Regions from separate parts of the Sus scrofa genome. Here region 2 is linked to region 1. The links are chromatin contacts, called in public Hi-C maps. All regions are on one chromosome and are shown on one strand. Each heading gives the region's core, a stretch centred on a gene start, on an enhancer-like site or on the middle of the called end of the contact. The rest is flanking DNA. Distances are from core to core; before and after follow the strand shown.

Evidence for each region. Hi-C and Micro-C count contacts between places; a contact is called where the count stands out from the background.
Region 2: a contact with region 1 is called in a Hi-C map of liver, with 3 times the contacts expected there. The contact joins two enhancer-like sites. A contact is called at or near these places in 2 of 47 Hi-C or Micro-C datasets (liver and skeletal muscle) and 1 of 2 datasets of contacts at active chromatin or transcription factors (skeletal muscle).

The regions. Positions count from the first base shown.
Region 1 is chr12:31,557,819-31,562,225 of Sscrofa11.1, reverse strand. No RefSeq gene overlaps it. Among named protein-coding and RNA genes, the nearest start is that of HLF, 29 kb to the left of the region's middle. Within about 2 kb of position 1,740, at least 48 of the 83 cell types and tissues checked have an H3K27ac peak or open chromatin away from gene starts, as enhancers often do. A contact at or near this core is called in liver and skeletal muscle, where this site is marked.
Region 2 is chr12:31,637,582-31,641,642 of Sscrofa11.1, reverse strand. It overlaps HLF (hepatic leukemia factor), which reads right to left. Exons shown (of 4, transcript XM_021067250.1): 4 at 1-2,362. The coding sequence ends at 2,147. Among named protein-coding and RNA genes, the nearest start is that of HLF, 50 kb to the right of the region's middle. Within about 2 kb of position 2,327, at least 31 of the 83 cell types and tissues checked have an H3K27ac peak or open chromatin away from gene starts, as enhancers often do. A contact at or near this core is called in liver and skeletal muscle, where this site is marked.

The DNA of each region.
Region 1 (4,407 bases), core at 491-2,990:
TGCAGGTTTCTGGAACTTAGTACCCAGACTCATGACCTTCTTCCTATAAGTTATAGTGGCCTTTCAGGTCAGTCTCAGGGCTTCTTTGATTCTGCTGCTTTTCTGACATTTTCAGAGAGGTGTGGAAACTTCTAATCTTGTTCTGGCTTGTGTGAAGCTACTTTCTCTGTTCTCTTGATTCACAAGAAAGGAGCAATCAGAGAGAGCATTAGTGCTTCTTTAGTAGGTATCACTCTTATCCTTCCCTTCCCTCGTACGTTGCTACCCAGTTCCCCATAAGGCGGAAATGCACTGATCTGCCAATTTTTTTTCCATTTTTCAAACTTGAATTCAATTAGAATTGTATCATGGGTCACAAAAACTACACATGCAATGTATTATGATTTATGGCATTCTAGTAAATCATGGGTTCATTTCATTAAGCTTCATTGATTTGAAATGAGTAGCAGGCAATTTACTGCCTGAACACTAAGTATTTAAATTCTACATTGCTACAAATTACTACAACTTTTTTTTGGAAAATAGTTTGACAGTGCTTTATCAGAAGTTACAGGAGTTCCCTGGGGGTTCAGTGGGGTAAGGATCCAGCAGTTGTCACTGCAGTAGCTTGGGTTGCTGCTGTGTTGCAGGTTCAACCCCTGACCTGGGAATTTGGGCACCCCATGATGTAGCCAAAAAAGAAAAATAAAAAAGAAGTTACAAAATATTTCTGCCTTCTTTCTAGCCATCCTATTCCTAGGATTTACTTTAAAATGGAGGGGTAAAAGCGTTGTGCACAACTATGTTCATTAAAGACTGGTTTAGAATAACATAAATGGAAACTGTATACATTCCAACTACATGTGCTGGCTAAGACAATTATAGTAAAGGACTCCATGAGGGAAATATTATGTAACTATTAGTAGTTCCCTTTGTTTGGAACACTTCTCCACCCCCCTGCCTTACTTTTCTGCCAGCTAACTCCCACTTAGCCTTCCAGACTGAGGGTACCCACCCCTGCGCTTGGGTGCCCCTTCCCTGTGCTTATATAACACCTGGGCACACCTCTGTCAAGGATTTACAGCCGACGGCAGCGTAGCCCATTGACTTGGCTTCCTCTTCTTCCACTGGATTGCAACCCACTGTGGCAGAGCCCGTTGTGCAACAAGTTAAAAAGCAGAAAGGGAGGGGGCAAGACCTAAAATTAACTCCAAATACATAAAACTCAGGCTTCAGTTGATTCAGGGCCGCCTTCACACCCCCAGGCCCATCAGCACCACTATCACCTCTTAAATCTCTAGTGGAAGGTGAGAAATGTGCTTAAAATCCTTGTGGGGACATGTGGGGGAGGGGTGGAAGTGGCAAGGAGGGCAGTGGGTAGAAGATGAGAAATGGGGGGCGTAAGAAGATTGCTGCAAATGTCCAGAAGCCTTTCACATTCTTTTCTATTTCCTTTGACAAAGTTCGTTTCCATGTATGGCTGAGTTCCTTTATAACAAACAGGAACCGCAAAGAATCGATGGGATTCTGTTGACACCGCAACGCAATGTGACCTTTCCTCTTTACAGGCAGCATTGCTTCAGAAAGCCGCGTGCGGATGTCAGGAACGTGAGCCCGCTTTCCTGTGTGGGTCATCTCCATCCCGCTCCCAGAGGCACTGCGCGGCGCTCCATTTGCCCGCCCGACTTCGGAGCGGAGCGCCCCAGAGGGAGGAGAACCGGCAAATCCTTTCCGGCGCCGAGAGCCCGCGGACCCCGCCCGCCCCGCCGCGCCCGGCCGTCACGTTGGCTGCGGAGCGCCTGCCGGCTGCGCTCCAGCGGGAGGTGCCGGGGTAGCTGAGGGGAGCTGGTCACGTGACAGGAGGAGTCTGACCTACTTTTCCCGAGGCCGGCGCAGGCGCACATCTCCTCTGCGCGCCGCTGGATGCCTCACGTGGAATCGCACGTGCGGCTCCTCTGCCGGGGCTGCAAGCTCTGCGCCTGCTAATGGAGGGTCGGCGGACGGGCGTGGCTGAGCCCGGGGGCGGGAGACCCAGAGCTTACTCTGCGGATACCGCGATCTTCACCCCAACATGGAACCCGCAGCTTTGAAGAGGTGTTGCGGCGCCTGCTCGCGAATTCATCGAATTTAACATTTCATGAATTCAAAAATGAAAACAAAGTTACTGAACATAAGCCTTTTGTTTGAATCAGCAATTCCACTACCCAGAATTGATCCTACAGATGCGGTCCCACTTCTATGAAAAGTCTCCCTAGAAGGGTAATCATGACACCACTGTTTGACATAGCAGAGGATGGGAACTGCTCTTAAATGTCCAACAGTAAATCTGGTCAAATTCATGGAAACAGAAGTTAGTTTAGGGCTATGTTTGGAATTGTCTGCACTGGTTACAAAGTAATGAACTCTATAGATTCTGATGTGGAGAGACCTCCAAGATACACTGTGATCTAAAAAAAAAATATAAAATGGGGCACAACATTGTGGATGAGTTGTTAACATTTGTGTCATATATATATACACACACACACACACTCATATATATTATATATATTCATAAATGTATAGCTCTGGAAATAGGCACAAGAAATGCAAAGAAAGACGTGGTTGAGGGGGTCAGGAGAAGAAGAAAGATTGATTTTACACTTACACCCTTTGGTAACTTAAATGTGGTACCCTGTGTGATTAATTTATTTTTAAAAATAAAATCTAAAAGAGTTTTTTTAGCACTTACTCTGTGCTGGGCACCAGGTTTCATGTAAATCATTTCCTTCTAGAAGGTTTGTTATGTGCCCTATTTGCTACACTTTATTCTGCTCAGCTTTATTGTAGTGTTTCAAGCTTTCTGAGAAACTCTTGAGAAAAACTGTAATTCCCAAGATACCCATCCAACAAGGCTTCTACATATTTAAGATCCTCTCTCAGTTTTATATCTTAAGGGAGACAACGTAACAGAGGGAGGGCCTCTCAGCCACAAACATTTACAAGATAAAGCCTATAGAGCACTTTTGGATCTGTAATTAACCTTTACCCTCCCAATTACTCTGTGAGTTTGTAACCCAGCTATTATTGTCATTATGGTTATTATATGTCGACCAGTTATAATATATTTGGTTGCCAGTAACACAAAAATCCAACTCTAAGTGGCTTGAACAGGAAACTCATTTAACTGAAGTCCAGGATAGGATGGACTTCAGGGATGGTTTGATTCAACAGCTAAACAATATTGCTAGGACCTGGTTTCCTTCCATCTGTCTGCCATGCCTTCCAAGTGGTCAGCTTCATCTAAAGTTTTGGGAAGTTCTCACTTAATGAAAATGCTTCTTTCACAGAGTCAGCAAGCAGACATCTTTCCTGTACTATTGGCCTGAATTGGGGCAAGGGCCCACATCTGAACCAACAACCATGGCAGGAGATGGAATTATGCTGATTCATTTGGATTAATCCCATGTGTTTTGAGGGGAGCTAGAGGGAACAAGCAAACATACTGGATACAGATGTGGAGAGGCAAACACAATGCCCCTCACAGTGCTTCTATTATTACTATTGCTTTTACTGTCTTTTTTTTTCCCAGGTGTGGATTGAGTGATAGATTTTGGTTTGCCCCAAATTATGCAGCTAGTATAAGTGCATTTTTTCCTGCAATGTACACCTTTGCAGTGAGGCAGTGAGTAAGAGCATCAGATCAGGAAAAATCCATCTCTACGACTAGAAAAACAACTTAAGTTATGGTGAAAGATCAGTGACGTCATTTTGGCAGAACCACATTTATGTGCTATTTCTTCATCCGTACATCCGATACATATTAGACTCCTTCTATATGTGGAAGCACGAGGGCTCTTGGAGGAATATGGAAGACATTCATGACCCCTGAACTCAAAAGGAATACAGTCAGGTTAGGCAAACAAGATAGACACTTGGAAAGTGTTAAATAATGAGACAGCATGCAATTAAGTGCCTAAGAGGATGATAATGCACCGTGGCAGATATTCACAGTAGAGAGAGACCATAAGGCAGAGAATAGTTTAAAAAGGTAACACAGGAGTTCCTGTCTTGGCGCAGTGGTTAACAAATCCGACTAGGAACCATGAGGTTGTGGGTTTGGTCCCTGCCCTTGCTCAGTGGGTTAAGGGTCCGGCATTGCCGTGAGCTGTGGTGTAGGTTGCAGACGCGGCTTGGATCCCGCGTTCCTGTGGCTCTGGCGTAGGCCAGTGGCTACAGCTCCAATTGGACCCCTAGCCTGGGAACCTCCATATGCCGCGGGAGCGGCCCAAGAAATAGCAAAAAATAAAAAAATAAAAAAATAAAAAATAAAAAATAAAAAGGTAACACATTGCTGTGACTGTGACATAGGCCACCAGCTACAGCTTTGATTTGACCCCTAGCCTGGGAACTTTCATATGCTGCAGGTACAGCCCTAAAAAGCAAAAA
Region 2 (4,061 bases), core at 1,078-3,577, 79 kb before region 1:
CATCTTCTGGAGGCAGGAAACTAGAAAATCCCATGGATGAAAGGGTATTTTAATCTAGCAGAAAATGTTTTTTTGCAACAACAGCAGAATCTCTTGACACAAGTTAGAGAAATGAAAGAACAGTCGTCTTTAAGGTCAAAACATCTATTAAATTACAAACCATACACATAGCACCGATATTAACCTTATGCTGTGTAAGATGCACGTGCCCACAGAGGAGAACAGAATTGTTTGGGATGCTTACAGTGATATTCCATTCCAGGAACTCACAATTTTGAAGTGAACATTTTTGTGGCAGATGCTTTTCCTAAAAAACACTGCATCATCCAATAAATATTTGACTAACATCCATTTTGTGCTTTTGGGTTACGTTAACTGACTTCTTTCTGAGACCTAATAAGAAATAAGAAAGCCCCTTATATATTTTAGAGCAGAATTCGTCACAGCAAGCTTCGATACTGTCATAAAAATTTAATTGAAAGCGGAAAACATGCTGATGTGTTGGTGATAGGCTTAAAATATTAAAGACTTCAAAAACCCCCAAGCACTTCTTCTCTGTACAACGTTGATGAATATATATCTTTGCTATATAATTTTAAAACATGGAATAGTTTTCCTTTTCTCTTTGCTATATATAATATATGTCTTCCAAAATACATTGTCAGTATTTATATCTGAAAAATACTGTACAAAAAGAACTTCCTATAATTACTCTGTATAAACATTAGACATTTAATAATCTCTCCTTTTGGTCTACAGTAAACATTTAAATTGATTGGATTAACCACAGTTTGTGACACACCATCCCCTTCTGAGGTACACACCAGTGTCTTTTACATTCATTTTTCAGAAGTCCACTTTATAAGAGCACATACGTTCAAAAGCAAACAGAGAAGAAACATAAGCTCCAGAATAATTAATTTATGAAGCATTCAAAAATGACACCACTAGGAAAAAGGGTTTTACAAAACATCAACTTATTAACTTAACTGATTTTTTTTTAAGCAACCAGGTATAATTCACAAAAATATATATATTACAAAAAATGGGGAAAACTGAATCTTAAGTAATTGAATTGTATTGAATATCAAGAGGGATGTGGAAAAAAGTTAACTAGAAAATTGGGGGTTGGGAGTCTGGGACAGGGGAGAAAACAAAGCAAACACATCAATATCAAAGCTGTTCCAAGATGCATTTTTGGGCTGTATACTGCTAAGTTAACCCCTCGTTCTTAGACCTGGCATTTCCCTCTGCTTCCCTGTCCTGGGGATGTTCTGGGCATGCTCAAATGCATTACTGTAATTTTTGTTTTTTAAAAGACAGTGAAATTCTTAGGTAGGGAAAATATCCTACGTCCACTAGTAATACTCAGGCAGCATGCTCTAGCGTACAATAGGATTATTGCTTTAGGTAGAAACAGTGCAAAAACACACTCTGTGTTCTATAATAGTACTCTTACTTGCTGGGGTTGGTAGAGTTCAAAGGAAACTTAGTAGATAGCAGTAAGTAAATATGGGATCTAATAAATCTAAACAGCACTTTAAATTTGAAGACGATTATCACCAAAACGGAAAATATGAGGAAAGCAACTTAAAACTGAAGAGAGCTGCAGTGTAGTGCTAAGTTATTCTGTGCACCTTATTAGCTGGGTAACTTACAGGTTAAACAGAAACAAGAGCCTGTGGTCTTGAAAACCGACATATACTATTTCACCAGGGCCCTTCTTAGTGGACCCAAGCAGAGGGTCCTGGAAAACAGGTAAGAGCCAACATGAAGCCACGCTGAAAGGGCAGGAGTGGAGGAAGAGGAGGGGGCAGGAAACCCTTGAGAGGTCTCTGCAGTCCAGTAAAAACATGGCACCTTTCATTTTAGGAACTAAAAGACCATGAGGGCTATCAAAATGGCAAGTGCAAAGGAACGCACACACACAAACACACACACGCACACACATACACACGAGCACAAGCACATACTCACACACACCATTGACCACACATGAGCACAAGCACATACTCACACACACATACACACACCAAAATGTGAGTCCGTTGTGTTGATGCGTCTGGTAAAGTGCTGATGTCAGGAAGGTCGGTCGGGTGCGGTGCTATCAGCCAGGCAGCCACTGTCCGGGGCCGCGGACGCCCGCCTACAGGGGCCCGTGCCGGGCCTCGTACTTGGCCAGGATGTTCTTGCACTTGCCCAACTCTTTGCGCAGGTCGGCCACCTCCTGGCGCAGCGCCGAGTTCTCCTTCTCCAGGAAGGACGCGCGGATGGCGATCTGGTTCTCCTTGAGGCGCCGCGCGTCGCGCGAGCGCTTGGCCGCCATGTTGTTCTTCCGGCGGCGCGCCCAGTACTTGTCGTCCTGCTCGGGGCGGACCGACAGACCGCGGTTAGACCTCGGCCGCGCGCCGGCCCCGCCCCGGGCCTCGCCCCGCGCCGGCCCCGCCCGGAGCCCAGGGGTTGCGCCCGGAGCCCAGGGGTTGCGCCCGGAGCCCAGGGGTTGCGCCCGGAGCCCAGGGGTTGCGCCCGGAGCCCAGGGGGTTCCGTCCGCAGATCGCGCCCCCTCCCCGAGGCCCTGGCAAAACCCGGGGTAACTGGCGGGGGCACTCCCCCACCTCAGCCCCATGCTCCCTGGATGAGGCTGATGCCTTCTCTCTCTTTGCTGAAACTGTTTGGAACCCTTTTCTTCCCCACGCACGTGGCCACACATGCTTCCTGCTCTAAGTGGATCCATTATTGTTGGAAGGCCACTGGGCAAGATCAGCGATTTAAATGCCGCGCCATCTCTAGGCTCTCATCCTATTCCAGTCTTCATCACCTGCTCACTCCCACGCGCACAAAAGTTTTATGCAGCGTTGTTTGTAGTAGAACAAAATGGAGAAAAACTCCTATTTATCGGTAGGAACTTTAATAACTACATCATGGTAGACACAGAGAACTGTTAAAAATAACCATCCGGCTGAACTGGAAAGATGCTCGGGATGTGCCACTATGTGCGGGAAGCAGTAGGTGATTTGCAGGTATGCAAATTTCCTGTTTAACTGTTCTCTAGGCCTTCTTAGCCTGAGTGCTGTTTAATTGTGGTCAATGTGAAAGCAATCCCTCCTTGCCCCCCATGGCTGCTCCCCCTGCCACAAAGGGAAAACCTTCGTAGGAGTACTAAGGTATGTAAGCCTTCCTTTCATGGTACCACCTGATGAGTTTTGCAAGCTTCTTTCAGTAACTTGCAGCAATAAATTCCTGAATCCTAGCAAAGCTAATACCTGCAGTAATGTGACACCCAGAATAAGGGTGAATGACTGCGACCAGTTCTTACCCTCCCCCAGGGTTCCAAGGGGCATTTGGCACTGGAGGAGGTCACATGGGTTGGGGCCAAGGCCCAGAGAGAGCAAGGTCCAAGGTCAGTGATCTGCCCTATCCCTGCCTATTACCCTCCAACATTTGCCCAGCAAAAAGACAGGAAGTGTGAGATAGAAAGCATGTTCAGGCACCTTCTGCCTGCCCTTCACAAGCTGGTACTGTTCCCTTATTTATAAAGCACTCCCAGCTTGCTATACATATCATAATAATACATAACAAAGTGAAAAGCATGATCATAATAGCTGGTACCAGAATTCTCCATAGAGAGGAGGCTGTCCTTTGGAAAATACCTGGATAAGTAAGCTTGGGGCAAGATTTGTTGATTGTCCTTCAGAAAGGAAGCTGGGAAGCTGGAGGAAGGGGAGAGAGAGGCTAGGCCAGTTGGCTAGAGAGAAGCTGGGAGGGGCTAAGAGAGTGCAAGACTCCACAGGCTCATTAACAACAGTGAGACCTCCTGTTGTGATGGAAATTATGTTACTAAGCCCCAATTCCATCCCCTTAGTCAGTAAACCCACCATACTCAACAGTGTTCCCAGGAGTGTGGTTTCTAACTTGATTTGGAAGAGGGGCTGACTTAGGATGTATCAGAACCTGCACAGAGGGGCCAGGGAGTGAGGAGGTGGCCTGAGAACAAGACCCTGGGAAATTGGAGAAGCTGTGTGTTCGGGAGGGGATGAGGAAGGGGTACCACCACAGGCCAT